Linked DNA regions of Gossypium arboreum: region 2 is linked to region 1. The links are chromatin contacts, called in public Hi-C maps. All regions are on one chromosome and are shown on one strand. Each heading gives the region's core, a stretch centred on a gene start, on an enhancer-like site or on the middle of the called end of the contact. The rest is flanking DNA. Distances are from core to core; before and after follow the strand shown.

Region 1 (7,322 bases), core at 3,005-5,504:
CTTAGCCCATTACAAAAGTTACTTGTGATCGTGCTTTTCTCTTGTATTCTATTTTACAGGGACAAAAGATAAACATGGGGCCCCAACTTTTTCATCATATGCGACAATGTGTCGAAGGGCACACACGAGGGCTCTCATACCCGAACTTGATTACAGAGATGTGCAAGCAAGCTGGTGTGTCGATTGACCTCGAGGAATTGACTTGCCCACCAAAGGGTATTTTAAAAGATGCCATCTACGTGCGGTTCTACAATCAACATGCCGATTAGGTAGAGGAGTGGAATAAGGAGGTGGTCGCACATTGTGAGTACTCGAGGGGCACACCCCAACCCGTACCACCATGAGTATACCGATCTAAGAGGGTTCCAAAAGATCCGATGAGCAAAAAATGGTTCAGACACATTGCAGTCAACGTCGAGCGCTAGACACAGTGGATGGCCCTCATATTGGGTCCTCCCGACAAGAGCAACACCACTCATTCCATCTTCCAGTATCTCCTAGCCTACGCTAGCTAGACCATCCACATTGAGAGGGGATACAACAAGAGTCATCTCAGATGAGCACCATGGCAACACATACGAATTCGATGACATCTTCACCAATTTATGAGGGATTTTATTCTTTTTTTTTTGTTTTTGTTATTTTAATTTCTTTAGAAACATAAAAATGTTCTTATTAAATATATATTTTTTCTTTATGTGTTTTCTTTTTCTGTGTAGGAACCCCACAAGGGATGAGGCACTACAAGTTCGAGCCAAAACTGCGAGGAAGAGCCAATCCCACCATTTGTGATGGACTTTTAATGCTAATCAAGTAACCTTTTTCCTTTATATTTTTATTGCACATCAGGGACAATGTAATGAATAAAGTGCGGGGGGTGACATAGGAAAATATTTAAACTTTTAAATTTTTAAAATTTTAAGTTTTTCTGTTATTTTGTTTTTTTGGTCATTTAATTTTTTTTTGTGTGTGTGTCATGAGTGTGCTTGAGCTTGTAGAAATACAAGTGATTGGTTAGGAACATATACCTAAATTGTTTACTTAGATTGTAAATTTAGCTTGAAATTAAATAATTTAGGTTGTTTATATTTAGTCTAATTAGATTAGTTTATTAGATTGTAAATAGGAAAAGGAGATTAAATATACCAAGTGATAAAGGTGGATGCAAATAGGTAATTACATTTGTAGAAGTATAGGAGGTTTGAATTAAAAAAAATGCTCGATAAAATCCATGGTTATTGAAATGGTGCAGTATGACTAGTGCCTTATAAAAAGTATCCAAGAAAAATCTTGACCGTATTGGCACAAATAATAATAAATCAAAAAATCATCGTAAGAAATTATTAGAGAAATATTACTGCATCAGAGTTCAAAGCATGAATAAAAATAAATCTAGTAGAAAAAAAATTCGAATTTACTATACCCTACAAAAATAAATGCTATATTCAGATATACATTTTGATGGAAGCATATATTTAATTTTCTTTAACTTGATTACTTTTTAATTTATTGAACTAATTTGTTCATGTGTAAATAACTTTGAATTGTTTAAATTTCTAGTTAGAGTTGTATATTTAGGCAAATCCTCCTAGTGCTGATACTCAAATCTAATCTCGTGTATGAAGCCAACTCAAGTATATTGTTTAGCTATATATTTTATTTATTTTCTTTTGTTGCTTGAGGGCGAGCAACGACTTAAGTGTGGAGGAGTTTGATCTGCCACAATTCGTTGTGGCAAATTAAGGTTTTTCTGACACTTAACCAACTTGTTTTCTAGTGTTTTTATATGCCTTTATTTCATTTTTGGTTTTTATTTGCTTAGGTTTAGCTTTGGTAAAATAATCTTTTTATGCAATTTTTAGTGTTTTGACGACCCGTAAGGCAAACTTGGGACTCGGGTATGACTAATGGGTTGTTTGAGTATGTAGGGCAGCAATTTGGGCTTAAGTATGCAAGGAACAATGGTCATGTCATGACATCAACATTCGATGTCGCAACATTGAACTTCGAAGCATCAAAAGCTAAAAATAGGGCTGACGTCGTGCCATCATCGTGACAAATTGCTGACATCAATAGCCACGTGATCAGAATTTTAAAATTGTATTTTGTTTATTATTTATTAAACCTATATTTTGTTTATTAAACTAGGGGTATTTTAAGAATAAATTACCTCAATATGTTGCCCTAGGTTTTGCCTATGTATACACTCTTATAATATCATTAGGAGGGTTGGTTGTTGATAGGTAGACAATTAAATAGCTTTTATTTTTTCTTTGTATTTTTATTTATGTTTGCTTAGTCGGAATTATTCCTGTTCCGATGTGAAGATAGTTGTGAGCGGGAATTGCTCTGACATTGCACCTCAATTAATTATCAATGAGAAATTTATCTATTTATATTTTGTTTCTCTGACAAATTAACGTTTGTATGAATATTAGAATAACTCTTGTGTTTATTTCATATCTAGCATGTTTTAGTTATGAATCTGATTTATTAATTAAGTAATTATTTATCTAAAATTGAGTGTTTATTCAAGAGTACTTAGTATATTAGGGACTAATACCCCTAATAGAATATCTAGACAGGTGAGACCGAGAGGGTATCCTATCAAGTATACTTGTGCTAAGTAGTGAGATCGAGAGGGTATTTGTAAGCCTAGGAAGAGATCAAAAGGATGACTTAGGTGGTAATCCTTAGTGAAAATGAGATCAAGAGGGTATTTTTACCTAAGGATGGTAAACAACTCAACCGAGGGTAATTTGTTCATAATTGGTTATTTAATCGAAAATAAACCGGGAACTCGAATCGTCGACACTAGGAATAGGAGATTCCATTAAGTTATTTTAGACTACTTAATTTAGTTAGGTTATTTTAGTTTAATTAATTTAATTAGTTTAATTCATATTTTAATTTTGGATTCACACTACTAATTTGTAAATTGATTCTATTAGTAGTTATTTTTGGTAATTAATTTAATAATAAATTTCGTCAATCTGCAATCCCAAATTTATATTACAATTTCACATGTTCTTATGTAGATACTACACGAAATTTTATGAATTTTATTTGCACGATTTTCATTCTAAACCTTCGCAGTTTTAAACGCGGTCACCACCGTTATCATCTCTTCCTCTTCCAAATACATACATAAGCATAAAACTAATATACAATTTCAGCCTAGCTAAGATATACTTTCTTACTAAAATGAAACAAGAAATACCACATGAATCCTAATATACTCGCCTTCAAACTTGGTAATTTGAAAGAGATGGTCACTTGGTTAGTAAAATTTCACGAGAAATTTACAAATTTCGGTGAGGATGAGAAGTTGGGAGAAGTTTCCCATTTCATCTTGCTAATGCTGTTGGAAGAGAGGAAAGAATGGAAGACAAAAGAATTCTCATCTCTTCCATCAAATTCCAAACAATTCTCCTATCAAATCCAAAGGTTAGGATTTATTTTCCCATCAATTGACCATGATCCAATGGCCCCTTTCACTCTTACGTTCAACTTTGATCCAATGGCTCCTAATTAAACATGGAAACTTTGATCGAGTGGCAAATATTGGTCCCTACACTTTTTCTCATTGCTTTTTCCCATTTTGCCATTAGTAAGCTCCCATGGTTAAGATTAAAACACATGAAATTGATCTAATAGCTCTCACTCCAATTAATAAATTCAAAATATAACATCTTATGGTTTATTATTCTTCGAGGTCCTCCAATATTTTACCTCTTTATGACCAGGACTAATTTACAAGCTTAGACTATTTTCCCATCTAGTCCATCCCTTTATTATCTAACAATTTAATCCATACTTATCAAATTTGATTTGACTTTTTAGAATTTATTTTTATTTTTTAAAATTCATATTTATAAATTTATAAAAATATTTTTTTATAATTTTATAAAATAAATTATAATTTTAGATTTTTAAATAATTTTTGACATATTTAGATTTTTAAAATTATCATTAATTTTTTAAAATATCAAATTGCTCTTTTAATTTTAATTAAGAGATCAAATTAGTTATTAATCTTTGAGCCTTATTTCATCAAAGGGTTAATGAGCATAATGTAAGTTTTGATAAACATAAACTTAAGCTTAATTTAAGGAGTATTTGTGGAATTTACCCAAATGAAACTGAGTCAGAATATGAACATTTCAGCTCAAAACTCCAATTCGTTTTAATCCCACTTGCACTTATGGCGCGTGTGAATACAACATGAGCAATCCAAATCATCCCTCCATTTCCACGCGTTCTATAGATTGCGTTAGTCATCCTTAGCCCAGAACAGAAGCCCAGAAAGAAAGAGAGAGAGATACATTTTTTCCTAAAAAAAAAAAGGGAAATATATTTAACAGCGAAACACGGAAAATAAATCAGATAGAAAAACGGGGAAAGGACAAAAAGGAAAAACCGTTCTAGGGTTGCCTTGAATCTCTCTCTTTCCAGATATTAGATAATTAGAAATAGGTTTGTAGGGCTTTTCAATCGATTCCTTCTTTATTTTCTTACAATTAGGGTTTTCGAAAGAGGTAAGTTGATTTAACTGCTGGGTCTCATTTTCGTTTCTTATCTTTCTTGGGACAGTGGTGTTGGAGTTTGGGTTTTAATCGACCCAACCTTAAAATCGGTGCTTTTGGGAATTGGACTTTTAACATTTTTACCGAGCATCGGAGCTGGAAAAGGATCATTTTTTTAGGGACTCTTTCTTAACAAATATATTGTATTTTTTTACGATCTGTTAATATGCGAGGAGTGCACAAATCAAAAAAGGTTACTTGGGCATCAGACGTTAACCTTTGTCAGGTAAAATTGCAGTTTTACTTTGGAAATTCCTGAATTTTGAGGTCCCTTTCAGGTGAAATTACAGAAAAGAAAAGGGGGGTGCAAAATTTTAAGTGAACCAAATATGTTGGAGAATGAAGCTATGTGAATCCTTCATGTTCTGCTGTTTTTGGTTTCCTTTTTTCTTTCATAAATATATTTTATCTATTACTCTGTCACTTTAATTGCATTTGAACCTTTCTGGTAGTCAAGTTAGTTTAGTTTTGGTATTCTTTTAATGCATGATTTCGAATGAGTTTTTAGTTTTGTTGATGCCATTGTTGTGTTAAGCTTTTTAGGGTCTTAAATGATGGCCTGTTCTTGTTTTTGTTTGTTTTTTCTTCTTTTCCAGTGGAATTTATGGCTTATTTTGTTTTGCATCTTAGTGTTATGGGAATAAATCTGCTAACGGAGTTTGGAAGTTTTTTCATGCTAGTTAGACACAGAAATGAGAGAATGGAAATGATAAAAGATTTAGATTTTTAAACTGATTAAAAATTGCTAACGATGATAAAAGTATTCCAGTGATTGCATCCTTGGCTTGTCATTTCTTGATGTTTCCTTTCATATAATGTTCATCTTTGCAGAACACGATAAGTTTACCACAATACAGTTGTAAAATCCCCTTGGAGTTTGATTAATATGAGTGTGTAATGTTTCTTATATTGCTATAGTTCTGAAGTCTTTGACTTTATGTTTCTGCTTGTAGTTGTTTTACCCGACCTAGTTTTGTAGCTCATACTAGATTTTAGTATAGGCAAAGTACTAGGTTAAGGATCTCAAATTCAACTTGAGATTTTATTACTCAGCTAAGGCTTAATGAGATGTTTATACAAGCTTTAATATATGTATTTATATATTGCATTTCCCTGTTTGAACAAGCTCTCTTCAGTTGCTAGATGGTGTTTGTACTGTGAAATGATGTTTGAGCAAATTCACAACCCTGTTTTGTTGAAAATGATAAACAGAAAATATAATTGCTTCTCCTCTTAACAGGTAAGGTTGTTTCTATCAGAGGAATCACCTTCACAAGTTGGGGTGGGTGGTCAAGATCACCTCCAAGCAAAAACATCGTTGGTATCACATATAAATGGGGCTACTGGGGATGACTTTCTGCCTCCGGGATTCGAAGGAGCTCATTCTACAAGTCATCCGCAGATTAACTTGCTAGAAATTGCTACCATTAAATGGAGATGTCCTCTCAGGGTAACAATTCTAAAGACTTCTTTTCTGCATTTTAGTTTGATTTGTGATTATTGCTCCCAGCATTTACCTCAAAGCTGAACTTACGTCTTCACAGTTTATTTTGGACTTGAATTGGCAAGTTGTTGCCGGAGAGGAAAGTGAAGAGGTGGAGATTCAAAATCAGAGAGAAGTGAGAGTGCTTGAAGCTGTTTATCCTCGCCCATCTGCAATTCCTACAAAGTCTGATACTTTTTCTTTTTTCTCTTTTTGACTGGTTTTGGGGTGGGTTTTCTAGAAACTGCTTCTCTTGGGTTATCCTTTTCCATGAGACTAAATTTTCTTCTGGTTGTGCAGCTCTTCTGTTTCAGCAGACGTGGAAAATTGTGACTATGACGATCAGCAAACTCCTCAAATACCCATCACTCCTATTGAAGATGAGGATGCTTCAACTGAAACTCCCATTAGTTCACAGCCACAGTGGTTGGCTCCTGGTATTTTACCTCCTCTGCGTGGCAGTATGCCAAGTGTTTCAAGTGGCTCAGCTGATGAAAAACCTGCTTCTGGGATGATCCTTAATGTTGAACCCGGTGTAGCAGCTGCTGCCTTTGCTGCAGTTAACCAAAACAATGAACCTGGAAACATGATTGATCCGGAGTTTCTCGTTAAAATTCTCAGCAATCCCAGATTGATTGAGAAATTAGTTACTGATTATGGAGTGGCTTCAGGTGCTCAAAACTTACCTGAATCAACATCCCCTCTGGCAACTTCTCCCAATCCACCCCCACCTGTAAATCTCTCCAACCCATTTCCTGCCCACATCAATAGAACAGAAAATGGTACTGCATCCTTATCAGCTACTTCTAGTGGAACTTTTTATGCTCAGCCTAATGGGGTTGGAGTTGGACCGTCAAATAAACAAGGTCTTGCACCCAATCCCCATCCAATATCTGTTTCAGCAGCTGTTGGACTTCCCCAGAAAAAGGATGTAAACTATTACAAGAACTTGATTCAGCAACATGGAGGAGAAAGACAAGAGCCAGCTCAGAAGTTCAACAGCCGATACAACCAGCACCTAAGACCAAACCAAGAACTAATAAACAACACCAAATCGAGAGATTCTAGACCGAAGATAATGAAGCCTTGTATGTACTTTAACAGTTCCAGGGGATGCAGGAATGGAGCCAATTGTGCATACCAACATGATACATCTTCCCACCAGAACAGTGGGAATAATGTTGCGGAGGTGCCGAATACAAAGAGAATGAAAATGGATAGAGAGATAAGCGGTTAGAAAATACAGAGCGCAA
Region 2 (7,322 bases), core at 2,410-4,909, 170 kb before region 1:
CAGCAGACGAACCTTTTGTGTTGTATGCATCATGATGATAATTGAAGTACACCTCTAGTATCTTCAACAAGTACTGAGTAAATTTTCCATTTGAACTAGCTAATGTTTCTCGATCAGAATTTAAAATATGACAAGTTTGATTAAAAAAAAAACAAGTGGAAACTCAAAAGAAAGGATAAAAAAATAATGAGGAAAGAAATTCCAGAAATTAAAATTATAAGGTGTTCATATAGATCTATATATAATAGAATAATCCTCGCTAACAACATATTGACAAAGATAGAGAAATAGCCAAAATGAGTACCTGTCAAAACAACTTGATGAGTTACATTTGTCCCTACAGCCAAAACATTTGCTTCACATCTGAACACAATATCTGCAGCACCTAGATCACTAAAGATCTGTCATTCGATTCAGCATTTGGAACAAGAAGTAAGACAGAGTGTATGCAAACATGATACTAGCATGCAAAAACATTAAAGCGTTAAAAATTCAAATAAAATGTTTATTTTCTGAGTTTTTCCTTTTATGAACACCATCTTCAACTATTGAAATCATATGAACACCTAACATCTTAAGAAGTAAAAGTTATATCAGGTAGAAAGAATTTTTTTTTGAAAGAGGGTAGAAAGAACTTGAAAATATCAAGATAAAAGAACGGTGGTAGTGATTTTTTATGGTTTAACAATTAAAAAGCATGAAGGTAATTATATTATAAAGTGCATATATATAAAGCTAGTTATCATTCAAATTATATCAAGGAAAGATAAATGAATACAAGCTCAAAACCCTCCAAAATAGTTCTCATACTGAGCTTGAGATGATGTTAAAACTAAAATCTATCTGAGTAATATATATATGTCGAGAATATCACAAGTCCTTCATTTAAATGTTGAAAAACATGTTGCTGTTTCATTTCAATCAAGTGTTCAAAAACATGCAGCTCATGTTAAGTGTCAAAACTGTTATACATTACTCAGAATCACAAAAAACTAGATATGGCAGACTAATTAACCCTACAAAGAATGACCACCCACTGCCCAGCATTAGCCTGAACTTATCGCAGAGTTACAAAAGAATATGATCAACACAAATAGAAAGCAACAAAAGTTGAACAAAACAACAAGCATAATAACAAAATTCAGATAAAAGCCAAAATTCAACACAAAGAACAAAAAGGTATTCAACAGTATAAAAATTAAAATCAAAATTCTAGGGAATTGCCAAAATTATCGGTTAAAAAGTGGACAAGTAAAGAACAAGAAGAAAAAAAGAGAGCTTTAAACTGAACATAAAGAAGATGCCATACCTTAAGCCAAGACCCTTCGAAGAGGAAGATTTAAGCGAAACGAAACAGCAGCCCTGAGAAGAGAAGATATGCGACAGACACTAAGAAAAAAAGAAAATAAAAGATGAAGAACAAAAGAAGTAGAAGGAGGAAAGTTACCTGGATGAAGAAGAATGAAGATGAAGAATGACTAGGAAAGATTGGTGAAAGTTGGAAAATGTCACAGAGCCAAATGAAACAGCAGTCCTGAGAAGAGAAGATATGCGAAAGCTAAGGAAAAAAGGAAATTAAAAGATGAAGAACAGAAGAAGTAGAATGAGGAAAGTACCTGGATGAAGAAGAAGGAAGATTAAGAACGACACAATGGGGAAAGATTGGTGAGAGTTGGAAAATGTCTTACAGAAAAAAATCTATAAGACATTTTCCCTAAAAGCATAGACATTTTACCCGTGTTTTTGAAAACATTTTCCTTATGTAAAATGTTTTCAGTAAAATAAACACCGTAAAACTAGGAAAACATTTTCTGGAAAATGTTTTCTTGGCAAACAAACGCACACGTAATTTCAAAATATGTGTAATATTTCCTAGATTGGAAATTTGAAAATGTAATTACATCACTTGTTCCAAGTTTCATTTGTTGGATTATTATCGAAGTTTGTATTTCTTCCATTCTAGTGTTTCTAGAAATACAAAATTTCTACTTAGTTTTGTAGGAAAAATAGGAATATGAATTGTTTTCATTCCTATCGCTGTTGAAGATATAAAACTTCTATTTGGATTTTCCTCATCTTCCTCTATTTGAGCATTTGAGGGTAAAACCAAATTATTATTTGTATTTGTTGTAGCTGTATTTTTAAAATATAATTTATCACTAGATGACATATATTCTATTGTACTTACAGGTTTATAAGTATTGACACTACTTATCCTTTCTATCATCCAATCTTTTGGTGTTGATAAATCTCTTAAATGTAATAATTTTGGTTGTATTTCAGTAGTGATTTTATTGGGTTCAAAGAGTGCAATAATTTTGTTGTTAATTTCTTTGATTTCTACTTCTGCTATATTAATATATTCATAAATAGAAGTTCAATTGATTGCTAGATCTTATGCTAAATCATTAATTTCAGAATTTTTTATTTGAATTCTAAGACATGAACTATCAAAGGATCTGTAATAGATATAAAGTAATTTGGTTTAACTTTAAATCCTATTACTTCTGCATGTAAATTTGATTGAATTCCTCGAATAGGTGCTCTTATTGGATTTTCAAATTTCTTATCTAATAAAACTGCTATTATTGGTATATCATGACCTTTTCTAAATAAAGCTCTTATAGTTATCATTATTATTCCTAAATGTATATATCTAACTTGGGGATATTTCTTTTTAATCCTCTTAATTTTATCTTTATTAAATAGTGGGCTTTCTGTTAATCCACTTTTAGTATCTTTAGCTCTTGTATTACCACTTATTTTTTGTATATGATTTTGACTCCATATCTTATATTTAGATATTTTATAAATTTCTTCTTTAGAAATTTAATTTTTATTAATTTTTCTATCATTTCATCGAAAAGTCTTTTTCTTCTCCAATTATATTTCCTAATTTTATATCTTGTTGTTCATTCTTAGGAATTTCTTCTAATTGATTATTAGAACTGCTTCCTATATTAAACATAAATATATATTATTCTTCATCTGTATCATCTATTTCGATATTAATTGTATAATATTTCCTTAGATTTTATTTCCTCTTCGAACATATTTCTAAATTTTGTTCTTCTAAGTGTTTTAATCATTTTTCTTGTACATTTTCCTTTATTAGGACAATTTGGTGCTATATGTCATTCTTCATCACATATAAAACATTTACATATTTGTCTTTTAGATTTTTAGAAATTTTTCTTCTAATAATTTTTTATTATAGCCAAAATTACATATTTGTTTTATAAGTTATATAATAAAGTGACAAAATTACATATTTGTTTTATAAGTTATATTTTATTTTATAAAATTGACAAATTTTAACAGAGTAGTATTGATAATTGGATTATATTTATTAAACTGAGGGCTTCTATAGTACAGAGATTAAACCTTAAATTCATTAAAAATACAAGGACTAACCACATATTTTAGCCATAAGAATAAGAATTTGAAAATGGTAATTTTCTTCCTTGTACAAAAGAAACAAAACTTTGCCACGCTGGCAATCCTCACAGCTTAGACGCCCAATCAGATTCAGTCACACGGATCAAAGCCTACACACAATATTTTCTCTCTCTACAATGCCGTTGAATGATGTTTTCGAATTTCCATATTTGCCCCTCAATTAAACGGACCTTAACCCTTCCCTTCCGTTTCCCTTATATTTAAAGTCGCTATCCCCATTCGCTTGTCTCTCAAAATCAAAACCCTAATCTCTTCTTATCAAGGAAATAGCGGTTGCTGATCATCTCTGGATTCTGTATTTCTTGATCTCTCGTGGATCTGATCGTTTATTTGCTGGATTATTGTATATCTTTCAGGATCTTGGATTTCAATTTCCTTGTATTGAAGAAAAAAGATGGCTCGTACGAAGCAAACTGCTCGCAAATCAACCGGAGGGAAGGCTCCCAGGAAGCAGCTCGCCACCAAGGTATGATTTTTTAGGGCTTTAATTTCCCAGTTTCTTTTATTTTTAAAATACGTTTCAGTTGATCTTTTTATGAATTTCAATCAATCAATTACAGGCTGCAAGGAAATCTGCGCCTACGACCGGCGGAGTCAAGAAGCCTCACCGCTACCGTCCTGGAACCGTCGCCCTTCGTGAAATCCGTAAATATCAAAAGAGCACTGAACTTTTGATCCGCAAGTTACCCTTCCAGCGTCTTGTTCGTGAAATTGCCCAAGACTTCAAGGTATGTATATAAATGCCAAAAAAAAATCGAGAAATCGAACCCCTGGTAGTCCCCATTGGTTTTATTTGTTCGTATAGCGTAATAACTAAGGGTTTTTTTTCTTGTTTGGCAGACGGATTTGAGGTTTCAAAGTCATGCGGTTCTGGCATTGCAGGAGGCTGCAGAGGCATACCTTGTGGGTTTGTTCGAGGATACCAACTTGTGCGCTATCCATGCCAAGAGGGTCACCATTATGCCCAAGGATATTCAACTCGCTAGGAGAATTCGTGGGGAGCGTGCTTAAGTTTCTTTTTTAATTTGTATTGATTCAGGGGTTGTTTTTGTGGGTAATTTCGGATTCTATGTAATCTAACTGGATTACATCTTTAAAGGATTTTCATTATTCATGCAGCTTGAATAGCTGGTTCATTCACATCATATTTTGTCGGTTTTACGATGAATGATATTTTATACTGTGTTGGATTAGAACATGCTTTTCGAAGGTTTGTGGTGGATAACATTAGCAATAAGAAAGTATCTCCGTCAAATATCAATCAAGGCCCAATTAAGCTGGGCGGGTTTTGTTCCAAAATGATGCAGTTGGTGGCCTTTCTCCCTTTTATCATTGTAAGTGTCCATGCTTGTAACATCAATATTTCGGAAGCAGGATAGGTAGGGTATCTCTTAATCTTTTATAGTTTAAAGTTATATTATTTAAGAATATTTTAATTTTTTATTTTATTTTTAAAGATATAACAAATCATGAAATAAGTAATAATACAAAATAAAATATGTACATGTAAAAATATTAAACTGTAAATAAAATTAAATTTAAACACATAAATACATTATATTAAAAACATTTAATAAATTATAATTTTTATTAAGATATTAATCATTAATCTAAATTAATATCAAATTAACTTATAGCACTTACTCAATAAAATAATTAATACAATCACATTGCAAAATTTTATTAGATCTTTAGAAAATAAAATAAAAAAATTAAAATATTCTTAAATAATATAATTTTAAACTATAAAAGATTAAGATATCCTACCCTATCTTGCTTTCGAAATATTGGTGTTACAAGCATGGACACTTACAATGATAAAAGTTAATTTGATGTTAATTTGATATTAATTTAGATTAATGATAATATCATAATAAATAATTATAATTTATTAAATATTTTTAATATGATATATTTATGTGTCTAAATTTAATTTTATTTACAGTTTAATATTTTTACATTATAATATTGTATATATTTTATTTTGTATTATTACTTATTTCATGATTTGTTATATGTTATATTTGAACAAATTTTTATTTTAAATGTGTCATTTTCACATATTATATTTAAACAAATTTTTATTTTAAATGTGTATTAATATTTATTAAAAGTTCATATAAAATAAATGACATTTTTATTTAAAAGATGAATCTAAAAGATTTGATATATTTCATGTAAATTGTATTTTTAATTTAAATCCTTTTATATTTGTTTTTTATTAATGTATAAAAATACAAAAATAAAAATATTTTCATAATAATATAATTTGTTTTGTAAATTTTTTTAATATATTTTTACTCTATTGAAATATGAATGATACCAACTATGACTGCTATTCAGACACAGATTTCAGTAATCTATTCTGCTTTAAAACTCTTCGGCAAGTCCTCTTTTATTATTTGTTATGTGTTAGTGATGGAATCAGATTCGAAAATTTCCATTTCTTGACTTGCAGTGAGGGAATGGAGAATTTTTAATGAGATTGATTAGCTGATCGGGTACATTAAGCAACTGCAATTCTTTAGAAGTTAAATTCTATATTTGGAGAGAAATTATATTTTATTTTTTATTAAATTTTTTTTATACATTAAATTAAAGATTAAATGAATTTTTTTGTTAAAAATTTTATTCATTTTAAATATATGTGACGTGTTATATATATCACAGTATAATGCATATAAATAAATTTTTAACAGTAAAAAAGTATAAACTTTAACAAAATGATCAATCTATTTTTGATTTAGTATATATCAAATTAATTTATTAGTATATATCAAATTAATTTATCTATTTTTTAAATAAATAAAACAAAATATAATTTAATTTCATAATATTTTTACCCAATTCCCTCGCATAAATGGTGATTGAGTGATCAACAATGCTTGAGGCGGTTTTGTAACACTGGATGTATATTTGTTTGCTTTTTGATGTTTCTACTTGATTCAGATACGGTGTGGTATGCACCCCTTGTTTCAAGCTTTTCTTTATTAATGAATAATTTTATTCTCTTAGAGAAAAAGAAAGCGGGTAAGGGTAGTCCCCATTCGTGCATCAAACCATGTGCCTCTTCCTCTCCACTACTTATTGGCTATCCATCCATTGTTTCACTATTTAATTACGTCTAATAATTTTTATCACCATCCCATGTCGTTTTGTAGTTTTCCATTATTATTTGCAAACCACAAAAGGTAATTTCAGTAAGCAATTTAACTAGCGTTCGTCAATACAATAGTACGAAGCTCGTTTAGATAATCCACATCAAAACAAGCCTCATCTACATTTGATAAACCCATGCCGTTAAGTGATTGCCATCGCGCACCACTCTCGATTGCTTTGGTAACATTGGTTGATTGAGCAGATTATGGGAAGAAAAGCTCCTAGCATGGTTAAGTGCTATATGTGGTGGTGTGAGTCTTCCATGCAACATCTCATTGATTTTGAATAACGGGTTCAAGTATCGTGGATGAAAAAAACTAATAATGAGAGAGTTTTATCTTTATTTAAATATCTGGTTTAACTCAAATTTGAATTTAATCCAAGTAATAGGAGTATAAAAAAAAACTATTATTTTCATGAGTCTAATCACAGATTTTATCACTAAGCTATATAACTTCCATGTGTTTTTATTTATTTATTATTATATGCCGAAATGAAAGATATTCCTCACTTCGACTGCTTTAGACATATAGACCACATACAAAGTTACAAAGAAACCCCATCATTATTGAGCCAAAATTTGCATGCCCGTGAACTTTAGAATCACAACAAGCCCCGTGATTACACAATTTCTAGAAAAAAAACCATCGTTTCTCTTTACTTGTCCGAATTCTCTCGTTTGTATCCATCTTCTGATCCAACAC

What was found. Hi-C and Micro-C count contacts between places; a contact is called where the count stands out from the background.
Region 2: a contact with region 1 is called in a Hi-C map of leaf, with 3 times the contacts expected there. The contact joins the promoter of LOC108464559 here to the promoter of LOC108464510 in region 1. A contact is called at or near these places in 2 of 5 Hi-C or Micro-C datasets (both in leaf).

Annotation. Positions count from the first base shown.
Region 1 is chr3:101,997,079-102,004,400 of ASM2569848v2, reverse strand. It overlaps LOC108464510 (zinc finger CCCH domain-containing protein 6), which reads left to right and starts at 4,254. Exons shown (of 5, transcript XM_053025799.1): 1 at 4,254-4,476; 2 at 4,594-4,812; 3 at 5,827-6,036; 4 at 6,131-6,255; 5 at 6,370-7,322. The coding sequence starts at 4,753. The coding sequence ends at 7,306.
Region 2 is chr3:102,167,970-102,175,291 of ASM2569848v2, reverse strand. It overlaps LOC108464559 (histone H3.3), which reads left to right and starts at 3,659. Exons shown (of 3, transcript XM_017764914.2): 1 at 3,659-3,925; 2 at 4,020-4,187; 3 at 4,300-4,655. The coding sequence starts at 3,854. The coding sequence ends at 4,470.